Linked DNA regions of Mus musculus: regions 1, 2 and 3 are each linked to region 4. The links are chromatin contacts, called in public ChIA-PET, HiChIP or PLAC-seq and Micro-C maps. All regions are on one chromosome and are shown on one strand. Each heading gives the region's core, a stretch centred on a gene start, on an enhancer-like site or on the middle of the called end of the contact. The rest is flanking DNA. Distances are from core to core; before and after follow the strand shown.

Evidence for each region. Hi-C and Micro-C count contacts between places; a contact is called where the count stands out from the background. ChIA-PET counts read pairs in DNA pulled down with a chosen protein or histone mark. HiChIP or PLAC-seq counts read pairs in DNA pulled down with a chosen protein or histone mark.
Region 1: an H3K4me3 HiChIP or PLAC-seq map of bone marrow-derived macrophages shows a contact between it and region 4, with 4 times the contacts expected there. The contact joins the enhancer-like site here to the promoter of Klf13 in region 4. A contact is called at or near these places in 8 of 39 promoter capture datasets (the 3T3-L1 cell line, 3T3-L1-derived adipocytes, the C10 cell line and 3 more), 5 of 484 Hi-C or Micro-C datasets (the HL-1 cell line, adipose-derived mesenchymal stem cells, cerebellum and 2 more), 11 of 115 datasets of contacts at active chromatin or transcription factors (DN3 thymocytes, the SCID.adh cell line, bone marrow-derived macrophages and 8 more) and 2 of 9 other capture datasets (liver and macrophages).
Region 2: a contact with region 4 is called in a Micro-C map of muscle stem cells, with 8 times the contacts expected there. The contact joins the enhancer-like site here to the promoter of Klf13 in region 4. A contact is called at or near these places in 1 of 39 promoter capture datasets (pre-B cells), 1 of 484 Hi-C or Micro-C datasets (muscle stem cells), 4 of 115 datasets of contacts at active chromatin or transcription factors (the SCID.adh cell line, bone marrow-derived macrophages, extraembryonic endoderm stem cells and 1 more) and 2 of 9 other capture datasets (adipose tissue and liver).
Region 3: an RNA polymerase II ChIA-PET map of memory CD8 T cells shows a contact between it and region 4, with 120 read pairs. The contact joins the enhancer-like site here to the promoter of Klf13 in region 4. A contact is called at or near these places in 1 of 39 promoter capture datasets (pre-B cells), 3 of 115 datasets of contacts at active chromatin or transcription factors (bone marrow-derived macrophages, memory CD8 T cells and pancreatic cancer cells) and 1 of 9 other capture datasets (pancreatic islet).

The regions. Positions count from the first base shown.
Region 1 is chr7:64,323,952-64,330,220 of GRCm38.p6, forward strand. Mtmr10 (myotubularin related protein 10) reads left to right here. Exons shown (of 16, transcript NM_172742.2): 13 at 2,701-2,870. Among named protein-coding and RNA genes, the nearest start is that of Mtmr10, 39 kb to the left of the region's middle. Within about 2 kb of position 3,225, at least 66 of the 459 cell types and tissues checked have an H3K27ac peak or open chromatin away from gene starts, as enhancers often do. A contact at or near this core is called in the HL-1 cell line, the SCID.adh cell line, bone marrow-derived macrophages and 1 more, where this site is marked.
Region 2 is chr7:64,235,804-64,242,372 of GRCm38.p6, forward strand. It overlaps Trpm1 (transient receptor potential cation channel, subfamily M, member 1), which reads left to right. Exons shown (of 27, transcript NM_001039104.2): 19 at 1-74; 20 at 1,853-1,981; 21 at 4,617-4,868. Among named protein-coding and RNA genes, the nearest start is that of Mir6416, 11 kb to the right of the region's middle. Within about 2 kb of position 3,533, at least 44 of the 459 cell types and tissues checked have an H3K27ac peak or open chromatin away from gene starts, as enhancers often do. A contact at or near this core is called in muscle stem cells, where this site is marked.
Region 3 is chr7:64,213,965-64,220,373 of GRCm38.p6, forward strand. It overlaps Trpm1 (transient receptor potential cation channel, subfamily M, member 1), which reads left to right. Exons shown (of 27, transcript NM_001039104.2): 11 at 3,526-3,696; 12 at 5,144-5,278; 13 at 6,278-6,328. Among named protein-coding and RNA genes, the nearest start is that of Mir211, 11 kb to the left of the region's middle. Within about 2 kb of position 3,922, at least 11 of the 459 cell types and tissues checked have an H3K27ac peak or open chromatin away from gene starts, as enhancers often do. A contact at or near this core is called in bone marrow-derived macrophages and memory CD8 T cells, where this site is marked.
Region 4 is chr7:63,936,049-63,942,849 of GRCm38.p6, forward strand. Klf13 (Kruppel-like factor 13) reads right to left here and starts at 2,867. Exons shown (of 2, transcript NM_021366.3): 1 at 1,919-2,867. The coding sequence starts at 2,498.

The sequences.
Region 1 (6,269 bases), core at 1,975-4,474, 390 kb after region 4:
CAGAAGAGGGCATCAGATCTCATTATGAGAGCCACCATGTGGTTGCTGGGATTTGAAATCAGGACCTTCGGAAGAGCAGTCAGTGCTCTTAACTGCTGAGTCATCTCTCCAGACCCTTGAAAAGACTTTTATTTCTCCATTAAATTGCCTTGTTTTAATGAAAATCACTGAATGTAAATGGCAAAGTTTATTTTAACTATTTTACTCGGTTGAGCTATGTCAGTTCTTTATGCTACTACCACATTATCTTGAGTACCATCCTTGTTCAGCAAGCTTTAAAGTTGAGACTTTTAACTACACAACATTGTCTTTGAAACTGTTCCAACTACTCTGGGTTACTTATATTTCCATGTAATTTCTAGTGTTAAAAAAAGGCCCACTGGAGTGTGTATATGACTGTGTCGGTTACAGATCAGTTTAGAGAGGATATGTCTATGGAGTCCTCCAAACTGTGAAGGGAATGCCTCCCCATTTACTCTGATCTTCCTTCATTTGTTAGCAGTGGTTGCAAGTTTTACTGCACAAGGTTTAGGCGGAGTGTATTAAATCTCTTGAGTATCCTTAATGTATTCTTATGTTTCTGTGATTACAGTGTTTTCTTAACTGCAGTTTCAGGTTTATTCTATACTCATTATTTTAGAGAGAGAGTTCTTGTGAGCTTACTCTTTTATTTTGGTAGTTATTTTCTGAACTCAAACATTTTTTCTGGTATATGTGTGGTATGTTATGTGCATGTTCATGTGTGTAGAGGCCAGAGATCAACATTAAATGTCATTGTCCATCACTCTCCGCCTCCTTTTTTGACAGTGCCCTTCATTGAACCTGGAGCTCATATATTTGGTTAGCCTGGTTAGCCAGTGAGCTCCAGGGATCCACCCAGCACTGGGCTCATAGGTGCTTACTCAGCTTTTTATGTGGGTGCTGTGGGTCTGATGCAAGTCCTCCTCCATGCATGGCAAGCACTTTACTCGCTGGGCCATCCCTCTCTTCCCCATCCTTGATCTTTAACATACAGGGATTACAACTAATGACAAGTACAGTTTTTAAATCTCTTTGATACTTTTGCCTTTTATTTCCTTTCCTTTGTCTAATTGTTCTGACTCAGCCTCTTGTACAGCATGCTGTAGAAGTATTGATGGAGACATATTTGTTTCATTTCTGATTTCAGGGGGAAAGCATTCAGTCTTCAACCATTATGCATGGGGTATTAGTTGTAGGGGTTGGGAGAAGCCTCTGATATGCTTTCCTTTAATTCCTAGTTTGCTAGGAGTTTTTTTTTTTTTAAATTAAGAATAAATATAGAAGTATATCAGATGGTAGTTTGCCTCTAGATAATATTATTACATTTTATTTTATAATTATACTATTTTTTTGTCAAATGCTAAAGCAATTTTGCTTTCTGGGGAAAAATTCCTGGATTTTTCATAGTAATTTGTCTTATTAATATTTTATTAATGAGTATTACATTTGTATTTGCAAAGGCTGTCAGTTGATAGTTTTCTCATCATTTTACCTGGTTTTGATGTGAAGGTAATTCTAAACTCATTTAAAAGGACAATAGCTGCATGACAAGATGCACAACTGTGATATTAGCACTAGAGACATAGATATAGAAGGTTCATTGCCACCCTTGGCTTTATTGCAAATCTGAGGCCTGTATGGATTACACTGACACCTTGTCTCAAAAAACAAAGATCTGTGGAGAAACGGAAACTAGCTGTAAAGGGCAGGAAGGAAGTGCTTACTACCTTTTCACGTGATGGAGACAGTTCCGCGCCATCATTCACTTCTGAGTCATTGGCACGTGAAGGACGTTCTCTCTGGAGAGACAGTGTGTGGGTTGTCTTCTTTTGTTTGTTTGTTTCTCTGTATAACCCTGGCTGTCCTGGAACCGCTTTGTAGAACAGACTGGCCTCAAACTCATAGGAATCCACCTGCCTCTGCCTCTTGAGAGCTGGGATTAAAGACATGCACCCCCACTGCCCAGTAGAAGACGGTGTTTTATTTACTATCCTTGACAAAACAAGAGCAGAATGCATCCTAGAAATACATTCTACCCTAAACTATGAGAAGTAAAAGATGTGAGCACTGCTCTGCCTGCCGTTGGACCCTTTCCCTCCTACTGGGTGGCCTCGTCCAGCCTTCGTGTGAGGAGAGATGCCTCATCTTCTTGCAACTTGATATGAAATGTTTGGTGGATATCCCTGGGAGGCATGCTCTTTTCTAAAGGAAAGGAAGAGTGGATGAACGAAGGAGGGGTGGCCAGGACAGGAGAACGGAGGGAAAACTGGTTGGGATATATTACATGAGAGAAGAATAAACAAGAAAAAATGTGTGCAGTGAACTGCTGTTATCTGCCAATAGTGACATATGAGAGTGCATTTGCTACTGAGCCCCACGGTCAGTGCATCAGGGTGGAATGGCATCTTCAGTGTGGTGGAGTGAATTAGCATAAATATTGTGTTTAGTTTTTACTTACTGATGACTTGCTCTGATACTTCTCTTGGTTCATATAGATTTCCAATAAATATAGAACATGACTTGTAAAAAATAAGTTTATTATATTTGAGAGCTGCTGGAATCCACTAAATTTTCTTACATAGACTATTTTGAAGGCAATTTAAAGTATAGAATGTTGAATTACCTAACTTACATTCAGGATTTCTCTTGGTCTTCATTTTCTTTCCATTTTATTGACAGAGGAGGAAGGCAGAGACTTGAGTTGTCTGGTGGCTTCTCTCATTCAAGTGATGATGGATCCATACTTCAGGACAATTACTGGATTTCAGAGTCTGATACAGAAGGAGTGGGTCATGGCGGGCTATCAGTTCCTAGACAGATGCAACCACTTGAAGAGGTCAGAGAAAGAGGTAACTAGTCCTGTTGCTTTCCTAGCACTTTTCAAAAGTTTGTTTATTTGTGTGTGTGTGTATGTGTGATGATTAGTGTTATGAAATATAGTGTGGCAAGGAGATATGTTGGGCCCATGCTAAGGTATGCCCTGAGGAATTACACTATTGGGAGAAGGAAGGGGGAGTGAGGACCTAGAGAAGGGGTAGAGGCAGACAGATGAGAGCAGAGCCATAAGGGTAGAGAAGAGGATGGGGCACAGAGGACAGAAAGAGGGGAGGGGAGAGAGAAAAACTGGGTACAGAGAGATTGGGGGCTGGAGTGCCTGGCAATCCCTTTATGGGAAGCCTGCCACCTGGTGGTGGTGGTTGGTGTTGTAAGCCCTGGGAGGAGCCTAGTGGAAGCACCTATAATCTGACAATTAGGGCATGCCAGGACATGCCTGTAGAGGTCGGAGGACAACTTTAAGAACTCAGTTCTCATTCTTCATGAGATTTTTGGGGTCAAAATCAAGTCTTCATGTTCATGTGGTAAGTGCAGTTACACTGAGCCATTTCATAGACCCCCAAACTAGCACCTTTCAAATATGTATGAGATAAATTTTTACCATTGTGAAAATGACAAGGGCCTCTTTAATTTTTCAGTATTGATTTAACACATTGTAGCTTTATTAAAGCCTAACTAATAGATTAGAATCCACATTGATGTAGAAGATTACCGTAGATACAAAGATGACCCCCTATCCTCTGCATCTTAGAGAATAGAGCCAACAACTTCTCTTCAAGCCAGTTGCCTGTAGGGTGTGTTGCAGTTTGTTCCCTCATCCCTGCACCTTAAACACATGGTCGAGTGGCTACCAAGCTGCACTGCAGCCCAGTTGTCAGAAAGTCAAACCTAGTGTGTCTGCACCATGGTGAGTATTTCAGCTGAAAGAACACATGGCCAGTGTCCCACTCAGTCCTATGTAGAAGCACAGGAAACAGGAGAAAGCAGAGCAGCAGGGCCATCCACTGTGTAAGTCCACAGTAACTGAGCGGATGATAATGACTTCAAAAGAATGATTATACGGATGATCAGTGGAATCAAGGAGAGGGTTGAAGACCAGAATGTATTGGAAGAGAGTACAGATGAACAGCTAGATGTAACAACAGCAACAAAGACAACTCAGGATGTGAAAGAGGAATTCAAGTGTCTCCAAAAATATTGAATTTTAGAAAAATGAAACAATAAATTGAATAAACTTTGTTGGAAGCCTCGCCAATATCAAGCATCAAGTGAAAACAGATTACCAGGATGTGAAATTGTAATAGAGGAATGAACTGAAACATTCAAACAGTAAGTTTTTAAAAGCAGGCATAGTACATGCAGTATTTTTGGAATATAATTTAAAACAACCAAACAGTTTAAAAGCTGGACATGGTGGTGCATGCCATAGAGACAGAGGCAGATATCTCTGAGTTCAAGGCCAGCCTGGTCTACAGAGTGAGTTCCAGAATAGCCAGGGCTACACAGAGAAACCCTGTCTTGAAACCCCAGTCTTAAAAGACCAACTAACCAACCAAACAAACAAAACAACTTAAGAGTCATGGACATAGAAGAATGAAAAGAGATATGAGCCAGAGACTACTGAGTAAAATAATAGCAGAAAACCTCCCAAGTTGGGAGATGGACATCCAGATACTGGGGATTTTAGAATCTCAAGCACTTATGACTAAAAAAGTATCCCCAGCTATCACAATACAGCTTTAAAGTGTGTGTGTGTGTGTGTGTGTGTGTGTGTGTGTGTGTGTGTGTGCGCGCGCGCGCGCGCGCACACATGCAGTGCCTGTGGCAGCCAAGAAAGGGCATTAGAACTAGACTCTCCTAGAACTGGAGTTAGAGGTCCCTGTGAAATCACCTGACATTGGTACAGGGCATTAAATGTGGGTCCTCTACTAGAATGGTGTTTGCTTCTCTGTTTCTGTGATAAATACCATAAACAAAAGCAATTTGGGGAGGAAAGGGTCTATTTCCCCTTATACTTCTAGAGGACGGTTGGTCACTGAGAGAAGTCAAGGTAAAAAGTATGGAGGAATGTTGCCTATTGGCTTGCTTCCCATGGTTTGCTCAGCTGTTTTCTATATAACACAGGATGGGATAGGACTGGCCTAGGGGTGGGATGTCCACAGTGGGCTGAGCTCTCCTATAATGACAGTTAATTTCAAGATGCTCCACAGACACCCACGGGCCAGTCCAATGGAGGCAGTTTCTGAATTGAGGTTCTCTTGTCCCAGGCTGACAGAAACCGACCAGCAAATGCAGCAAATGCTTTTAATCACTGGATCATCTCCCTAGCCCCACAGTAAGGTAGTTTCTAATAGTAAGCGTATAGGAAAATAAAAAAGACTCTTGAAGGTTGCAGCCTATTGTAATAGCAGCGGATTTCTAAGCAGAAACTCAAATACCCCCCCCCCCCAAACAAACAAAACTATAAACCCAGGTTATTGATACCAGCAAAGTTATGCTTCATAATCAAAAGAGAAATAAAGACCTTTCATCATAAGCTTAATTAACTAAGTTAATTAAAATCCATTAAGGAGTCTCAGCAAAGGGCACAGAAAGGAATCCTAGACACTGAGGAGGACGAGAAAACAACCAGGAAACAATATGTCTCACTAGAGGGTTTGATAAGCAGATAAGACTGAATCCAGAGTTATAACAAATGACAGGAGCCAGTTCATATTTATGAATAGTAACTCTAGCGTTTTAACATTTCAAGTCTCTAACTGAAAGACGCAAACTGTCAGAGTGTTAGATTAAAAACCAAGACCCGAGTATTTACCAGCTGCAGTAAATATACCTCACAGGCAGTAGAAGGATAGAAAAGGATACTTCAAGCAAATCGAGTCAGTAAGGAAGCAGAACGAGCCATGCTCACACCCAACACAGCAGACTCCAAAATTAGTTATGAGACTTCACGAAATGAACGATTAATAAAAACATTTAACAGTTATAAACATGCATGCATCAGATTCCGGAGTTATACAAAGCCAACATTACTGGACATAAGTACTGATCCCAATACAACAATTATGGATGGCATAACCCTTTGTTACAGCATGAATATAAAAATGGCCCTTTTAGGTTTATATGTTTGAACTCCGTCCCTGAACAACAGGTTGTTTTTTTTAATTTATAATGGAACCTTTATGAGGTAGATCCTCACTTGATAGGTGAGTCACTAGGGTGGGCCTTGGGGTTTTTAACCTGACTACCCCCTGGTCCATGGGATAAACCACTGCCCAGCTTGTACTGAAGAGCCAGCCACCGGGTGGCATCTTCCGTACCATAATGCATTTTATTCCTTCAAACCACCAACCCAAATCAGTCACCTGTAGGTTGCCTTCTAGTCAGGTATTTGTCATAGCAATGGGAAAATT
Region 2 (6,569 bases), core at 2,283-4,782, 300 kb after region 4:
AGAGGAGCATTCCCATTGGAACAAAGATCTGTGAATTCTATAATGCGCCCATTGTCAAGTTCTGGTTTTACACAGTAAGGCCCTCCCTGACGATTGCCCTTGGTCATGTGGGGAATACTGAGAACTACAATGGGATCAAGAAAAACTTCTAAAGTTTCAAAAGGTGTCCAAAAGTTCATTGAGCTAAAATCAAAACTAGGACCAGCTGAGAGCTTTATAATTAGATCACAATACATTGTCATACATATTTTATGTATGTAAGGGTATTGGCTATCCGAGGCCCCCCATGATTTCCTGAAGCAAAATAGCCATATTCTATATGCTGAAAGGATTTTTAAAATGCTTTTAGTAATCAAAATTTAGGGAAGTTTTGTTTGGTTTTAAGATAGACAAAATGGGGGGCTGGATAGATGGATCAATAGTTAAAAGCACTGTCTGCCCTTCTAGAGTTCCTGGGTTCAATTCCCAGCATCTACATGGTGACTCACAACTGTCTGTAACTGCAGTCCCTGAGCATCCACCGATGCCAGGCACATGGTACTTAGACATACATACAGCCAAAACACCCACAGACAGAATGATTTTTCAAATAAATGTAAGAAAATGTTTTTAAACATTTTTAAACATTAAAATGACTAATGAATTAAAGAGCAGAGTCACAGATCCCTTTTCCCCACTAACTTGACATGGATATTTTCTATCACTTTAATACTGATCAGCCCGTAAAGAGAACAGGGTTCCTTCTGCTCATGGTACTGATGTTTCAGTCCCTGTCAGTTGGTCCTGGTGTTCTTGGACCTGTGGTAAGGTGGCGCACCATAGCTGGGAGTCTGTGGCAGAGCAGAACCACACTTCCCACAGCTGTGGAACAAAGGAAAGTAAACAGAAGGTGCTCAATCCCAATATTGCCTCAGAAGGCCCGCCCCCACTGACCTCCTTCTGGGCCCCAGCTCTTAAAGGCTGCACCACAGGCTGGGAACAAAGCATTTAACACATGGGCCAATGGGAGCATTTCCAATAGAAACAATAGCAAGGCTGAACCCAGATCATAAACACACTCAGAGTTAACGGAAGACTGTCTTCTCCAAAGCCCTCACCAAACAGATGTGCTTGGAAACAGCAGGTCATTTTCCAGGCTTGGGTCTGTCTATACTCCTTTGAAAATGAGGCTCACTAGTTGCAAGAGCAGGACAGGACACAAGAACAGATTGGAGCAGTCCCAGAGTCATGCCCAGAGTAGTTTGGGCAAAACGCCATTCTGGAGAGCCAGCTACAAAGAACCTCCCTCCAGACGCGCTCTTTCCCCATGTGCCTCAACTCTTCCCCCACCCCAATCCTACCCCTTTCCTTGTCAAAACAATAATTTGTTGTGGCCACAGAATATCACAGACCTGTCACTGGAAATTGGGGAGTGGGGGGCAGGGACTCTTAGGTCAGCACTGTGACCCTTCGCTGAGAATTCGTCCACATGGCCTCTCCTAGCTTCTCAGTTGTCCATCTACAACGCAGGAATTTAAGAGCAAGTTGGGTGAGACAGGAGTGCTAAGTCACCCTTGCCATTTTCGCAGAATATAAAAGACATACCAACAAACTACCAAAAAGGGTTCCTTGTAAAATATGATCCTTGCAACTTCATAACAAAGGTATAGTTGGGCAGAGCATAGGCTGTCTATGTCAGAGCCTGTACTGCACCAAAGTGTAGGACACCCCCAAGCTACCCCAGTTTCCGAACCAGTGATAGACCCACAGGAAGGATGTCCTCTAAGTAGGTCAGTCTATGGGAAGAAGCCTTTTGTAGATGAAGCACTGAATGTCATCCCTGAGACACACCTGCCATCTTTTCCTTCTTCAGATTTCCTACTTGGGCTACTTGCTGCTGTTCAATTATGTCATCCTGGTGCGGATGGATGGATGGCCATCACCCCAAGAATGGATTGTCATCTCCTACATTGTGAGCCTTGCATTGGAGAAAATACGAGAGGTGATTCTTGAAAAGTCTTGTCCCACCCCCTAATGGCTGAGTTCAATTTCCGATGCTAGTAATGCAGAGTTGTGTGCAGATGACGGCTCCCAGGGAGGCGTCACCATCTCCAGTCACTCCATTTGCTTGTTTCAGATGTATACACCCCCTCGCGCTGACTGAGTTTCAACTCATAGTTCAAAACGCAGGGAAAAATAAATGACATAATAATAGAACTAGGTTTGAATATGTAAACGAGCTACACCAAATGCTGCCAGCTACTTGAGATGAGCCAATAGTTCCAAATGGGCACAGATTTTGGCTGTCTTTTGAGACCTGAGAGCTAAACTGGAGTGATACATGAGATTGCACTTTTTAAAAGATGTGTGTGTGTGTGTGTGTGTGTGTGTGCATGTGTGTGTGTGTCCCACACACGCACACTCACACCCTTGCCTGCACATGCGCCTGAGAATGCATGTGCCCGTCTGTGTGAATGCACCCATCCATGTGGGTAGACTTGCCCATGCTCTCTTAGGTTAGCTTCATTTGTCTACCTTCAGGTTTGAAGCAGAGTCTCTGAAATGAGCCTGAAACTCACTGTTGTAGTTAGACTGGCTGGTGGGAAAGTCTCTAGATCCCTCGCTCTCTGCAACATTCCTACCCTCATCACAGTGCTAGGGCTATAGGCACACACCACCATATCCAGATGTTACATTACTTCCAGACATCCGAACTCAGGGTCTCATGCTTGCCCAAGAAGCACTTCACCCATAGATCCTCCTCCCCAGCCCTAGGAATAGCATTTATGCTGTAACTTTGGACTTTGGGTCACACTGTGCACTTGCGCAGTTGGTCTCTTGTTCACAGCGTGCATGGAAGAGAGGCCTGGAGGCCATAGGAGAAGGAGCTGAATAAGGCGTGGCTTCAGAAAGAGGCTGTTCACAATGTAATTCCACTGAAAGAAAAAGAAAAAAATCCTGAAAGAAGGGAGAGGAGTTGCTTACCCATATCAGTTGTTCGGCACCAAGCATAGCAGTGACTCCAATTACCCAAGGGCAGGCCTCCCAGAATGGGGCAGGTGTGGGCCTAACAGGAGCACCTGCACCAAATGGGTGGCATGCCCACCTGGTGAGAGGTTCCAGGGAACCTGGGTGGGGCCCAGAACAGCTGCTGCAAGCAGAGGGGCCCAGTTTCTAAAAGAAGTGCTGAAAAAGAACAGACACACTCCTACACGGGACATGGGGGAGTGGGGGTTAGCCAAGAAGGCAGTTTCTTCAGGAAGCGGAGGAAACACCCCTGAGGATGGGTCTTCTGCTGTCACCCACAAGTCTGAACTTAACTACATTCACTCCCAAACAGCAAGTTTTCATCCTGGCAGAACAGGAGCTTAAAGTGAAAAACCACACAGTACTGATTGCCGATCTTTTCCCTACGGACATAGAACCAATACTGTTGCTTCGTAATTACTGTTACTTTGTACTTACTGTTGAGCTCATCCAGTAGAGTAAGTGTGATGACTGTCACTGGTCAAATGACAGCTGAGCAATCAAGAGTGCTGGGAATTCCTTCTCTACCCCACCCTCTTGCATGACTCCTATTGCTTCTCTGGCTCGGTTCCATTAGATTTCTGTGGCTGTTACAATCCAGGACTTCCCAAAGGGCCTGTCTTATCATTATATAACGTGTACGATGCAGAGGTGAGGAGACACATATGTAGGAGTCAGAGGACGATTTTGGGAATCCATTTTTGTCTCTCTACCTTTACGTGGGTCTCAGGCAACCAAACTCAGGTCACCAGGCTTGTATGACAAGTAAGTGTTTTACCCACTGACCCAACTTGCTATCCCTCCATCAAGATCTGGATCCTGTGACTAGTTACAGGAGAGACAGGGCAGCTGTCGGCCAGTACACATGGCTTGCTGAGACATGGAGCCCTTCTGTGTTAGTTTATAGTCAGCCAACACTCCACTGGCCCTGGAATCCCAGGATCTCTCCATGATTTCCAAAGCTGAAGGGGTACCCTGGCATTGCTGCCTTGTGCCCTGTATGCCTCTGCTGTGTCTGCCATGACTTTATATGCATGACTCTGCTGGCTGAATAGTTTCCACTTTATTCTATGTGGAAGTGTCCTATTAGTCAGCGGTGACGCAGAAAAAAGGATATCTCAAACAGGAGGGGAAAATCTGGTTCAACTTTCCCTGACTTCTCATGTCTAACTTGAGAAGGAATTTTGGCAAGCCCATGTTTCCCAGTCCCATCCAGCCATCCTCTGCCAGGTGGGTCATCCTTCTGTGGTGACAGAGAACTTGTCCCTACTCTAGAGTTGTCTGTCCTTCTGTAGAGGTCTGGAATGTGAGCCAACAGGCATGAGTCCAGATCATTAAAAAGGGAATCAAAAGGCAGCTGCTCTAATTACAGCCAGAAGGAGACAATTTGGAAGGCATTTCCTGCGTCTATGAAACCCGTGCATCTAAGAACACAGAGGATTCTGTGGAATTTCCCCCTCTAGATATACCCTCTGCCAGAAAAATTCATGTGCAGAATTCAGTGCCCTGGCCCTGACTGTCCTGGCACTCTTATCTTTCCAAGAATCTAATGATGATAAGGTTTCTAATAGGATCCTCTCAGCTTACTGCTCTTTGGGGTTTACTTGTAGATCCTCATGTCGGAACCAGGCAAACTCAGCCAGAAAATCAAAGTGTGGCTCCAGGAGTACTGGAACATCACAGACCTCGTGGCCATCTCCATGTTCATGGTTGGGGCCATCCTTCGTCTCCAGAGCCAGCCATACATGGGCTATGGTCGGGTCATCTACTGTGTGGATATCATCCTCTGGTACATCCGAGTGTTAGACATCTTTGGTGTCAACAAATATCTTGGTCCCTATGTGATGATGATTGGAAAGATGGTTAGTAACAATTCCCCATGAGTAACCAGATAACTTGGCATTAGAGCACCAAACCAAGCTAGGGTGTGGCTTCCTTTGATTTCGTTTCAGTCTTTCCTTTGCAGCTGGCTTAACACATGCAATTGCCCTGCATGCTGACATCTTCATAAACTCCAACAGGAAGGCATGGGTTGCACATTTCCTATGCATGCCCTTACATAGACATTTATCTCTTACTGTGCACCAGGGACTTGATACATGGCATCTTCTTTCTTCCATGTCATATTTAAACTTAGTGTGATAACTACATTTATCAAATTTGTTCTGATTCGATACTGATTATATTTCAATAGTAAGAGAAAAGAAAATGTCCTTTGCTTTTCTAAGAATCTGCTTTGCAGTCCCAGGACATAAGAGAGCCTAAGTTCTTAGAAGTAGTCAGAGTTCAGTAGCAGGTAGCTGGGGAGTGATTAAGAACACTGGCTGTTCTTCCAGAAGACCTGGGATCTATTCCCAGCATCCACATGGTGGCTAACAACCATCTGTAATTCCAGTACCAGGAATCAAACACCATCTTCTCGCTTCTGAGTGCACTATATACACATTACATAGACATACATGCAGGCAAAGCACACATACACATAAGATAAAATAATTTTAAATTTAAAAATTAATTCGGCAACAGTTGTATCTCTATATACTTGTTCTGCATCTTGGAAGCTAGAACCATCACAGAAATGATTCACATCAGAATCTGGATTTCATGTTTTAAGAAGTTGCATCCATTTTAGAAAGCTCTCATAGTAAAATTCAGATTGATAACTCCCTAGCCTTTGGCAGAAGTCAGTGACAGTGAGACCTAAGGCTGGCCCCTACCTGTAACCCAACAGTCTTTGGTTCACAGGCTCCATCCTGGGGTGGCTATGTTCTTTGGGTGATTAGTATGAGAAAAATCCATGATGACATTTATTTCAAAACAGGTCACAGAATGTGAGACTGCTCACAAACCAGTAAGTTATTCCTGACTACTAAAATGGATTGTGTTAGGACTAGTCCCAGAATAAAAAGCCATCTTCTAAGTTATATAACAATCAACTCATGGGATAATAGAATAATAATTATTAACTTAATAGAGCCAGTGGGTTTGAGCTACAGGACATATGATTTAGTTAATTCCAGTAAGGACTCTTATACTCAGAGGTGTTCAAAATTAAGGATTACAGGATCTAGAGAGATGGCTAAATGGTTAAGGGCATTGGCTTCCAGAGACTCTGAGTTCATTTGAAACCAAGCAGCCTCATGTTGGCCCACAACTATCAGCAACTCCAGACCCAAGTGATCTGACACCTTCCATTGGCACTACATGTGTGTGGTGCAGACAGACTTATAGGCAAAGCACCCATATACATAGAAAAGTGGTTTTGTTTAAATTGGGAGTTATAGTAGTTTAGCACCGGCAATGCAGCTCAGTACCTGCCTAGCACATATGGTTCAATTCATAGCACCACATAAAAGGGAGGAAATGGCATTTATACCAGCTTAGCACCCGGAGCACTCAGCATTCATGTGTGTCCTCACAATTCTTCATGTCTTTACTTCCAAAATGGATTCTCTTTTGCTGTTGTTCCTAAAACCTCTCATGTTTTCTGATATGAGTCATTCCTTCCTCTATTTCCTTGTCATCTGTAAGGCAGGGTCTTTGCTAGCCCTGGCTGGCCTGGC
Region 3 (6,409 bases), core at 2,672-5,171, 280 kb after region 4:
AAGGTGGGAGGTTGAAGACAGAAGGAGGCTGGCGTGGAATGAAAAAACAGATAATTATTGGATTCCAACGTGTAGAAAATGGATAGCGCATAGAGGGTGCTAATTTGTGATGGGATTCCAGGAAAGACACTGCTGAGTAGACACTGGGTGATTGACAGGTAGATGCTGGCTGCTGGGCCATGAGGATCGAGAACCTTCCCTGCAGGGGGAAGGGCAACTGAAACCAGCAGAGGCAAGAAAGGAACAGGCAAAACAAGTGCAGGGAGGTGGGAACGTTATGGTTGGAATACAAAGCGAGAACAGGGTGACTCAGGGGAAGGCTGAAAGCCAGGATATGTGTTTCTGAGTCCTGCAAATACAATCCGGGACTGAATGCCAGGGTTCACAGAAGGCATTTTTGTTTTTAATGCAACAGTAAGTATCTGCTATCCTGTTATCCTGTGGTGGCTGGTGTACACCTTAAATCCCAGCAGGTGGAAGACAGAAGCAGATGGAACACTATGAGTTTGAGACTAGTCTGTTCTACAAAGTGAGTTCCAGGCCTGTAGGGTTACACAGTGAGAGACCCTGTCTTGAAATGAGAGGGAGGGGGAGGGGGAGGGGGGGGAAGCCCTACCCTGTGTGTGTCCACACTGCTTCTCCATCCAGCCATCAATGAATCCTAGCCGTCATGAGTAGCATCACTATGGATGTGGGTGTGCAAGTGTCCATTTGAGTCTTGCCATAAATTCCTTTGGGAATATATCCAGAGGTGGACTTCTGTCATAACTCATAATTAAGTGATAATTCTGTGTCTAAATTTTTGGCAGCTACCAAGATCTTTTCCATAACACTTTCATAATTTTACATCTGCACCCAGAGTGTAAACATTCTGCCTTCTCAGAAACGTGTGTTATTTTCTGTTGTTTTATATTGCTGTTTTACCATAACAGCCATCCCAGTGGGTTAGGATGGCATCTCAGCTGGCTTTTATTTGTGTTTACTTCATGCTGGTAAGCATCTGTGCCGTCCACTTGTGAAATTCTTTGGAGAAACAGCTATTCAAGTGTTTTGCTTATTTTTGAATTGGGTGTTTTGTTGTTGAGTTTTAGGAGTTCTGTATACAGTCTGATAATCCCTTTTCATATTTCTGACTTGCCATATATTCCCTTGTCCTATAGCAGCGGTTCTCTGCCTGTGGATCATGACCTCTTTGGAGGTCATGTATCAGACATCCTGCATAGCAGATATTTACATTCTGATCCATGGCAGTAGCAAAATTACACTCATGAAGTAGCAACAAAATAATTTTATGGCCTGGGGGGTCACCACAATATGAGGAGCTATGTTAAAAGGGTGCAGCACTAGGAAGGATGAGAGCCACTGTGCTATAGGCTGCCTTTACTCTTCTGGCAGTATCAACATTATCACTCTTCCCTTCCCTTCCCTTCCCTTCCCTTCCCTTCCCTTCCCTTCCCTTCCCTTCCCTTCCCTTCCCTTCCCTTCCCTTCCCTTCCCTTCCCTTCCCTTCCCTTCCCTTCCCTTCCCTTCCCTTCCCTTCCCTTCCCTTCCCTTCTCTCTCTCTCTCTCTCTCTCTCTCTCTGTCATTTTTTCCAGGCTGTAGCTGTTCCTACGCCTTTCCCCATGTTTGTGATACAGCAAAGAGGTCCAGGGTAGAGCTGGCCCCATGTTACTTGGAGTCTCAGCCCCCAAAACTCTAGGCTCGATATGCAGTATCAAGCTCCTGGTATTTCACTGTAACAGCAGAAAGCTGACTGATACAGAAGTAAGGAGTCTCTGAGACACGCATATGCCAAGTTCACCAGAGGAACTCTGGGAAGGAGAGTGGGCTGAAACTGGGCAGGGAAGATTGCTCATCAGTAAATAAAGACCCGTGGTGTGAGCATGGGTGAGAGCGGTGGGTGGTGTGAGCATCAGTGAGGCTGCTGATGGAGAGAACAAAATGAAAGTGAAGCAGGCTAAGGGCAGAGCCCAGCCTTGGCATTGAGAAGCACTGACCACACAGAAAAGAAAACCTGGAGCTTGTGGTGCCCAGGAACCTGGGAGAGATGCCTAAGGGAAGATGCGGCTATTGAGTCAGATGACCTAAGGATGTGACATGAAGGGAGCTGGGTGATGCCCTTGATGTGGGCATCAGTATTGTCGCTGGTGATCAACGCCAGAGCATTAGATAAGCAGAAAGATGCATCAAAGCAAGCAGAGGAAGAAGAGGAGGGAGTGTGTCGTGGACAACCCACCAGCAGAGCCTGATGGGAGGAAGGCAGTAGGGAGAGGCTGTCAGCAGAGGGTCCAGTGGTTCTGACACTGGCTGTGTTACCATGACAGGCCCCTCATCCCACACTTACCAGGGGATCAGGCCCACTTCTTTCTCCCTCCTATTCCACTGAGTGAGCACCCTCAGTCCTTGAGGCCTTCCGTCTGTCACTGTACTACATTGAGCCCTTGAAACTTCCAGTTCATCACCACACTGTAAGTGTCCTCAAGGCTCCTGAAGCCTCCCTCCCTCCATCACCACATGCATGTGCTCCTGAAGCCTCCCTCTATCCATCACCAAATGCATGTGTCCTTGAAGTCTCCATCCATCACCACATGTGTCCCTGAAGCCTCTATCCATCACCACATGCATGTGTTCCTGAAACCTCCTTCTATCCATCACCACATGCATGTGCCCTTGAAGTCTCCATTCATCACCACATGCATGTGTCCCTGAAGTCTCCATCCATCACCACATGCATGTGTCCCTGAAGTCTCCATCCATCATCACATGCATGTGCCCCTGAAGCCTCCATCCATCACCACATGCATATGTCCCTGAAGTCTCCATCTATCACTATACTCTATGGGCTCCTGAAGCCTCCATCCACCACCACATTACACAGCTCTAAGGTACCTGCCAGAGCTGTTTTAGCCATAATAATCTCTAGCTCACATTTCTCCCGAAATAGCAACTTGCATTATATCTTTTGCCTCTGACCCATTCACAGTCACATTCTCCCATCATTAGAGGACTATCAGCACACCTCTGGTACCTTTTAGTTTGTGTTTCAGCATCCTTTCCTTAAAATATACCCATCAATCAATATGTTATTTGCTTCAAATATACATATTAGGCCAACTAACTCTTTGTGCCCATCAGGAACAGTGGTTCACAGTATCAAGATCTTCTTCATCAGACTGCCAGGCCACAGTTGACTGTGTGTGTACATGTGTGTATGCCTGTGTGTGCTGGTGCATATGTGTCTTGGGTGTGTGCATGTGTGAATACTTATGTATATGTTCATAGCATTAACCATGGATGCATAACTTCACCACGTGCACACTGAGGCATTGTTTGCAGGAATAGGAATGTGTACCTTACAATGTGTACGTGCATCTGTACTATTCGTGTGTGTGTGTGTGTGTGTGTGTGTGTGTGTGTGTGTATGCACACATGCACATAGAGTTCAGGGTGTCCCTGTGCATATCTTAAAATGAGTGGGGGGTGGTCTTGGTACCTTTTCCCAATATGCTTGTTGTGGATTGCAGCCACTGGGAAGCCTGGCCCCTCCTGTGGACACCAAAGCCACAGAGAAGGAAAAGAAGCCACCCACAGCCACCACCAAGGGGAGAGGAAAAGGAAAAGGCAAGAAGAAAGGCAAAGTGAAAGAGGAAGTGGAGGAAGAGACGGACCCCCGGAAGCTTGAGCTGCTCAACTGGGTGTGTGCTCACGTGCTCGTGTCCTTGCCCGTGTGTCTTCAGAGTTCTGGACTGGCATTCCCCAAGTTCTCCGGAAGAGACTCCCTTGTTACCTTTGCTTCATCCCTGCCGGGATGGGGGACAGATGGGTTAATGTCAATACTTCATGGCAATAGTGTGTTCACTTCAATGTAGCCGTCGGTGGTCACAGCTGTTTCGTAAGGAGGAGTGGTTGTCCCTGTGGCATATGCTTGCCACTGCAGAGGGAGACCTGGAAAACATGCATGATGGCTCCAGCCTCCCAAGCCGGAGGCTAGCTACTGCTAACCACCTATCACTCCTTTCTACACTACCACTTCAAAAGGGTTTTGTGGCATGAATTCTAAATATGTGGTTTGTTTCCCATATTTTCCTGCCCCAAATGTCTGCATGTCTGCCAAGCAGAGAGAGCTACTACTGAGTAAATGACCAGAACTTCCTTTCAGAGTGGTACCTTGGTTCCATAAATAGGAGCGTGTGGTCATCACTCACCCAACGGCACCCTAGTGGACTATGACATGCCCACATGGTCTGACCACTGCCAAAAATGCTCCCCAGTCAAGGAAACAGCAGAGAGAAACTTAGCAGGGCAAACGCTGGGATGGCTATCTTTAATTCATTAGAAATTTGTTTAGATTCATTTTTACTATTTTACATGTGTAAGTATTTTGCCTGCATATGTGTATGTGCACCACCATGTACATACACCTAATCCCTACAGAAGTCAAAAAAAGGCACTGGGTCCCCTGGGATGGGAGTTAGCAGGGAGGTTGTGAACTAACATGTTAGCCCTGAGAATTGAACCTGGGTCCTCCTCAAGCACAAGAAGTGCTTGTAACTTCTGAGCCAACTCCATGGCCTCTTTGACTCTTTTTGTTGTTGTCGTTTTGTTTTGTTTTGTTTTGTTTTGTTTTGTTTTGTTTTGTTTTTCGAGACAGGGTTTCTCTGTGTAGCCCTGGCTGTCCTGGAACTCACTCTGTAGACCATGTTGGCCTCAAACTCAGAAATTCGCCTGCCTCTGCCTCCCAAGTGCTGGGATTAAAGGTGTGCGCCACCACGCCTGGCTCTTTGACTCATTTTTAAAAGATAGAATCCCTTACAAACTTTGACAGAGCATGAGGGGACCAAACTGAAAGCAGAGGGGAGAAGGTTAAGGCATGGTTATTCAAAGGAAACAACCTTGGGAACCACAGACTGTCGTGCAGGCCCTTAGTGCAGCTCTTGACAGTCATATGTGAGGCCATGGGCTCAATTTCCAGCACCAGGTTAACAAAACATGCCCCCAACACACACATGCATGCACGCACGTGCACAAAGCAAACAAACAAAATATCAAAACATTCCGGAACTTTCCATGGGATGTCCTAAGGTCTCATGCCTGGAGTCTTCTGGGAGGCCACTCATGGTCTCCCTTCTGGATTTCCTGCAGGTGAATGCCCTGGAGCAAGCCATGCTGGATGCTCTTGTCCTAGATCGGGTGGACTTTGTAAAGCTCCTGATTGAAAACGGAGTGAACATGCAGCATTTCCTCACCATCCCGAGGCTGGAGGAGCTATACAACACCGTGAGCATCCCGGGAGGAAGGGTGGAGGCGAGCTAGCACCGCGAATATGCTCATCATTGATGCATATTATTCCCCCCAAAAGTGGGGGGCAGAGTATAGACTGGGGCAGCTTCAGCCAGAAGACACATATGTAGTGAGAGTCATCTCCTTCTCACTTGCTCCTGGACAGTGTGCATTCATCATATTCTTAGCAACTATGCCATACCAGACAGCCAGTCCTTCCAGCTGCAGTGGACAGATGATCCTCGCTGTGCAGTGGGCTCACATCTTTATAAAGCCATCTCTAAAGTATCCTAAGATGACAATGTACTTGATGGTCCCAGCCCACTGAACATCACGACTTAGTAACATAGACCACTGAAGCATCAGGCATCTCCCTGGGGCATGGGGCTTACCAGGAGCTGCAGCTCATGGGACTGTACATCACTAGCCTGGGGAAAGGGTTCCGATTCTGTTTATCTAGAAGGCCTGTGTGGTGCTCGTGCCAACAGGGAAAAGTCTAAAATCAGCCAGACAGTAAGCCTGCATCTACACGGTATGCTTGTGAAGCAAGAGGACGTCATACCCTAAGGCATCAGCCAACTGAACAGTCACCGGGGTTGTTACTCAGTTGTTGCTTGGGATCCTCGAGTGTCCAGGGGCTACACTGAGAACAAGGGTTAGCAGTCAGGAGCGGTGCTGTCTCAGAACAGGAAGTGGTAGGATGCAATTTACTTTGCCTCCACTAGAACAATTCAAGTTTTAGAAATTTATAACTCCTTCCCCAGTCTGACCTTCAGTGGCAGAAATGGTGTAAAACATGCAGGTATTTCACACTACAAGAACACCGAAAGTATTCAAAGTATTTCACACACGTTTGAGTGGGGTAACCACAGCCAGTTGTCTTATAAAGGAACTGAGCCAGGAGTACACTACAGGCTCCACATTTCAGTGGGGCAAGATTTTGCTCAAGAGTTGACGAGCCAAGTGTGCTTACTGTGGCTGATGCTTCCCTTTCAGAGACTGGGCCCACCAAACACCCTTCATCTGCTGGTGCGGGATGTAAAGAAGGTGAGCCCATTTGCCCCCTCTCAGCCCTCTGCCAGCATCCATCACTAAAGTAATTCTTAAAGATAATCTTCTGTTTTTAAG
Region 4 (6,801 bases), core at 1,617-4,116:
AGCCTAGACATCTACAGGCCTCCCTAACCCCGCTCTCAAGAGGGCCTGGAACCTTACAACCCCAGAGGTGCAGCCTCCCTCCCTCGGCACATATGGAGAGCGGCTCCGATTACCTACTCTTAAAACAAACCGAATAGCACACTATTGGCACTAAAAAGAAGGCCGACTCTATTCTTTCTACCTGCTCTGAGTTTCCTGGCGCTCCGAAGAGAATGGCTCCCTTTCCATTACGGAAGATGCGGTCCCCAGCGCCCCCAAACGTTTTCTAAACGCCAACTGAGACTGAAAGGAGGAGCGAGCCAAAAAGGAAAAACATCTTGGACCCAACCCGCCCACGACATCCAGCCCCTCCCCTCAGGCAAGCCCTCTGCATTTCACCAGATCGGCTACCGGGTGCTGCAAGTGGGAAACCACGGTGAAATATTCTGCACCAAGATTTCTCAATTCGATAGTTCGCCGAACACCCCCGCCCCAACTCAGCACTCTTGGTCCATCAAGTTCTGAACCAAGCTCTCTGCTCCTCCCCCATGGCCACACCCACCCCAGCAGCGGCTTTCCCGAGCAGAACTGGGAACCCTACACAAACCCCACCCACCTTCTGGGCTCACAGACCATTAATTTCGACTCCGAATGCCGGGAGATGACAGTCTTCACTCAATCCCATCACCTGCCACGTGGTTTGAGGGACCACAGATAAGGGCTGAGGACCCCCCCCCCAACCCCCGGCCTCTATAGAGAAAGTTCTGACACCTCCCTGGCCTAGAGCTCCGGCTCGTTCCATTATGAACACACGGGCCTTGAGCTCTAGTCTCCACGACTTGCATGTCTAGAGCTTCTCGGTCGGTCACTTAACTGTTAGCAACAACAACAACGAAAAGAACAGACCCCGGTAACAAAGTAACGGAATTAAGTATTTTTTGCAGTGAACTTGAGAGTTAACTGTTACGAAAGAGTTTCTGTGAGCTCAAAAAAGGAAAAAACAACAACAAAAAAACCCCAACCAACCCTAAATGTTTGTGTTAACACCAAAAATGGAGGGGGGAAGTCGGACTTCGACATCAACTACCAAGAGTCGAGCTGCGAAGCGGTCCCCGGAAACCAGAGAGGCGAGTGACCTCACGCCATCCCAGGTTTCAGGCTCAGGCCGGCCGCCCTGGTACAGGTGCCACCTGCCTGCACACAGCCCAAGAGCAAGTGAGAGTTGGATCAGAAAGGTCAGTGAACGGAGCGCGCCTTCCTAGAGCAAGCGCAGCCCCCTGCGGCCGGGCGCGCCCCCGCCGGCCGGATGGGCTGGGGCTCCCACAAAGAGCCGTGGGGTAGGGAGCGAGGACTGGGACCGCCCCCCGCGTCGGCCAGCGCCGCCGCTGGGTCGGGTTGCGACAAATTAAACCTTAGAGCCCTGGAAAAATTACAGGAAGAAGAGAACGAAGAATGTGCCGAGTGGCTGAAGGGAGCCCTGTCCCCGCGTGAACTTCGCCCGCCCCAGCCGGCCCCTCCCTCGCCAGAGCCCGCCCGGAGGCCTGGGAAGAGGGGTGGCGAGACTCCAGCTCCCCGAGCACCTACGCCCCAAAAGGGAGCGCCGCCTGCCCCCCCCCCCAACCACCTCTAGCGCACCTGCCCGCGCCGCCCGCAGCCCGGATGACGACATCTACCCCCGCGGCCCCGCCCCAAGAGCCTGGGAGGGGGCGTGCCCGATGGGGGCGCGGTCGCCGAGAGGGCGCCGGCTCCAAGCGCCACGGCCAGCGTCACGCGAGGCCAGAGCGCCAGGACAGGGGCGCGGCTGCGATCGCCCTCAGCTCATGGCTCCCCGCCCTCGGCCCCGGCCCCCTCTAGCGCTGGGCCCGAAGCTCTGGGGGCGTGGCCGGTCCCAAGCAGTCCCTAGTCCGCGCGTTCGCGGCGTCCCCGCCGCCCCACTGACCTGTGTGAGTTCTCAGGTGCGCCTTGAGGTGCGAAGATTTCCCGTAAACTTTCTCGCAGCCCGCGTAGTGGCACTTGTGCTTCCTCTGCGGGGACTCGAGGTCCGCGCGGCTCCGGCCTCGCCGACCCCTTTGTCTGAGGCCAGGCTCGCCGCTCCCCGCGGGGCCGGGCTCCTGCTCCAATGCCGCCTCCGGCTCGCTCCACGCGGGGCTGGGGGGCGCGGCCGGCGCGCCTGCTTGTCCCGGGGAGGCGGGCTCTGGGCCGGGTGGCGGCGCAGGGGGCGCAGGCGGCAGGCGGCAGGGGGTCCTCGCCTTGCGCGCAGCGGCCCCTTCTCTGCGTTCCGCGGGGGCGGGCGCCGGCGCCTGCTGGTTGAGGTCCGCTAGGATCCGAGCCACCACGAAAAGCGAGGCGCTGTCCTTGCCGTCGCGGCGCTCGTCAACGCGGGGCAGTGTGGGGGCGGCGGCGGCCGCGCCCTCGGGCCGGGGTTCAGGTCCTTCCCGCGGCTCGTGCACGACTGCGCGGCTGGACATGGACACGAGGCACTCGGCGGCAAAGTGGTCCACATAGGCGGCGGCTGCCATGCTGCGGGCTAGGGCGCGCGGTGCTCTCGCAGGAGTCGTCAGCGGCGCATCCGCACCCACGGCCTCCGGGAGCGGCGGGGGGCGGGGGCGCGGCGCGCCCTCTTCTCCGGCTGGGCTGGGCTGGGCTAGGCTGGGCGCGTAGCCGCTTCTGCCGTCACCCGCGCGGCTCCGCGTCCGCCTGGCCGGGCACTGGAGGGTGAGCGCATGGGGGGCTCCAGTAAGGAGGGTCCGCGTGCGGCGTCAGAGTCGGCCTGTCTTAGGGACGTCGAGCGGAGGCGACGTTAGGCACGACCCCTGCAAGTTGTGGTCGCAGTTCCACCGTGCATTGTGGCAGGCGGGACAGCCTCCGTGCGCGCCGCGGCTCGGTGTGGGCGGACCGGCCCCGGGGGTGGGCGGGGCCGGGGCCACATCTGGACCCGACGTCAGCCCCCAGCCACATCCTGGCGGCGCAGGTTACAGGCGGCAGCGGCCGCAGGGAGCAGCGCGCACGAAGGGGGCGGGGAGCCTGGAGCGCCTCAGGAGGGGCGTGGCCAGTGGTAGACGCGAACTCCATTGGCTCTTGAGTACTTTATGCAGCCAATCCGGTCCTCGAGAGGGTTCTACTGGCCGCGGGACCTGCGCGCGCCAGTGGGCGTGCCCCTGGGCCTGCAAGAGGAGGGGCGGAAATCGGAGCCGGGCGCGCGGCGCGCAGACGCATGACGTCCGAGGGTGGCGGGCCGCTGTGTAGCGGCGCAGGGCTGGGGCGCGTGCCTCCCGCAGCGGGAACCCCGCCGGCCCTTTCCATGCCAGAGCTTTTGTGAGCAGGCAGCAGTGGGTGGCACGAGGATGGCAACACTGAGCAAGACACCCTGTGGTCGCTCCGCCCGCCGGGAGTGCGGGCAAGGTGGCGTATCGGTCCCTATGGGACCTAAGCGGCCGACCTCGCCTATGGGCGGGACATTACCGAGCCTCACCCCACCGCAGCGGAGTTCTCTGGTGGCCGGGTTTGCATTGCCCATCTCCAGCCACCTCCTCACCCCGCTCCTATTGAGCTCCGGTTCTCTACGCAACCTTGGCCCGAGCCTTGTCACCACTGGGGCCGCCCCGCCCCCGCGCGGCCGAACTGCCCTTGAGCCTATGTTAACCTGGCTGATGCAGGACCCACCACTGCCAATGCTGAGGGAGTGAGCTACGTGCTGGGGCTGCGGTCGCGGCTGTTCAGGGAACACGGGGCCCCTTCCTCCCCCTTCCTGCCCCAGGCCTGCTGCCAACTTCTCCAGGCCGCCCCTCTCCCACCGCGGTCCTGGAGGCTTCAAACACCACCAGCTGCGAGGACCCCGCCCAGGGCGCCCCACCCATCCACTGTCTGGGCCTCTGAAGGAAATGCTCCGCTGCGTCCTGCCGGGGCCTTCCAACTAGGCCACCTTGCTCTAAAGTCTAGACACACATTCATGTTCTTTCCTCTCTGAACACTAGGCCATCATCAGAGAGACCCGTAGCTTCCAACTGCCTTTGAACCAATCTTAACACACTCAAAAGACTTTGGCCGCAACTGGCCTCTGACCTGTGAGGGTAGGATCAGCAGCCTCTCCTTTTCATTGTGGATGATACCTTAAAATAAGTCAGCCACCAAGTCAGGGAGACCCGACTGCCGGTTGGTCGACCCCAGTGAGCTAAAGAAGGGTCAGTCACCTCACTACTGGTGAAAATTAAGAACCATGGCTCTGATTTCAAGTTCTTCCCCAAGTTAAATGGGAGCCTAAAATAGAAAAGACTTTGATTTCTGATAATTGAGGAAACTGAACAATTTGGAATTTTCAGTTGTGAAACTTTAGGTTAACGTTTGAACACCCCGAGTGTGAGCACACACCCTGAATTTCCACACCATTGGGCTGCTGTTTTGTGGAGAAGCTGGATCAGGGCTTTGTAGGAGGGTCTCCACTTGGCAGAAAGTAGTCATCTTTGTTCCAGGCAGATTATGTTGATGGCATTTAAGAGACTGTGTCCTGACCAAGTGATGACTCAGATTGCTCCTCTGTTCCCACCACATGCCACAGACAGTCATCTCATTGGGAAAGAGCTGGCCCCTACACTGCCTTTCAGTCCATGCATGTCTTTCTGTCCCTCTGCAGCCAGGGGCATTCTGCAGTACATAAAATACTTTTTGGTTGGGCGTGGTGGCGCACGCCTTTAATCCCAGCACTTGGGAGGCAGAGGCAGGTGGATTTCTGAGTTCAAGGCCAGCCTGGTCTACAAAGGGAGTTCCAGGACAGCCAGAGCTACACAGAGAAACCCTGTCTCGAAAAACCAAAAAAACAAAACAAAAACACAAACAAACAAAAACACTTTTTGGTGGTGTCCTCCACGGTGGACCTTCCTGGGACATACATATTCACTGGACTCCTACATTATAGGTTTCTAGGATAGAACTGCATCAATCAACCCTTCTGACATACCCCATCCAAGCTTTCTTCCTGATGGTCTCCCAAAGGGTTTTCTCCTTTGGATATTATATACAAGAGGCATTACCTTGAGTGGTTTCTTACCAGTTCACTCACCAAGTACAAAATGATTGGGGTCTCAAAATTGAGGCCTTTCTTGTCCCAAACCCAGATAGAAATATCCTAGGGGTACAGCTCTACTCTCCAGTAAATATCTCATAGCTCTAGGTCCATGTTTCTGTGCTAGTAGGATCTTGATAACAATAGTATGGGTAAATGAGATAGGGATGTTTCCTTTTAGCTGGAAAGAAAAGGAGAAACTGAAACAAAACAGATCAGAGTGAACCAAGTGGGAGCAAATGAACCATAAGAGGACTAATGACGGGTGAAGTTTTTTGTGTGACGGTGGTAGTTGTTCCATTTGGAACCTCTGAAACAACCTCAGATATAAGCTAGAAACCTCAACTGTAAGACACGAACATGGACAAGAGCAGAAGAAGCAGCTGCAGCCAGTAAAGCTGAAATGTACCCATAGACCTAAGAAAATGAAAGCCTGAACTAGGAAGGAAAGTTTCCCCACAAGGTTCACAAATGGTGACACTGGATGTGGAAGGGAAAGGGACTTGAACTAAGAATGATGATAAATGATTGTACTAGAGTCTGTTGAGAGATGTTTAGATCGGCTGCCAGCTCCATGTAGCCTCACAGCTTCCTTCCCCTTCCTCTTCCTGAGGAGAGACTGTCTCTATCTAAAGGAGACAGATGAGTCCCCAGCGTCAGAGGCAGTAGTGCGCATGTGCCTACTGATACCTACACACCCCTTTCGGGGATTCCATGGCACAGGGAGCCAGGAGCCTAAAAGAGGCTTTTGGGCTGAGCTAACCAGGCCACAGAGAATGATCAAAACAGTCTGACATCCATAGCTGCTCAAGGATCCAATTAGCACACTACACAGAAGGCCACAGTGAAAGGTGCCACTTGACACAGGACTTCTGATCCATCTCAGTCCTTCCCAGGCAAATAAGAGTGGGCAGCTGAGCTGACATGTCAGGAAACCCTGCATCAGGAAATACAAAGGCACAATAGGGTTGGTTTTTGTTTGGTTTTATTTTTGTTAAGTTGTAGGAAACAAGCCATATAGAGAGAAGTAAACATCAACAATACAGCCAATAATATCAACAGGGAAATGTAAAAGGATACCACAGTCTGCAAAGGGAATGTATGTGTGAAGAAATATTTAGGAGTAAAAGAAAGAGTTCTTGAAGCATTAAAGCAAAGTAGCAAGCATATAAATGACAAAGACTTCAGTGGAAAGACTGAGAGAGAACATTAACCAGAAAGAATCCACAAAAGCATAAAATGGAAAGAGAGAAGAAAATTAGAGAATCAACCAGGGGGCTGGAGAGATGGCTTAGCGGTTAATAGCACTGACTGCTCTTCCAAAGGGACTGAGTTCAAATCCCAGCAACCACATGATGGCTCACAACCATCCATAAGGAGATCTGACTCTCTCTTCTCGAGTGGAGTGACTGAAGACAGCTACAGTGTACTTACATATAATGAATAAATAAATCTTTTTTTAAAAAATGAATCAACCAGAAAGTGCTTTGGTCAGTTAATAGCAACCTTGACATGATGGCTAGAAAAAAAAATCACTGATGAATTAATTAGTCCAAGGGAAGTCTTGACAATCAGAGAACATGTGTTGGGACAGCCATGGAGAGTAAGGGCCTGAGAGAAAATCCCCACACTGTATCTTACCACTCTTGAAATTTCTGAGTATCAGGGAAGGTGACCTGGTGTTAATTGTAGTTCACTTATGAACTGGAGTCAGAATAATGGGCTTCTCACAGCTGGACTAGCTGCTGGGAGCAAAGAAACAG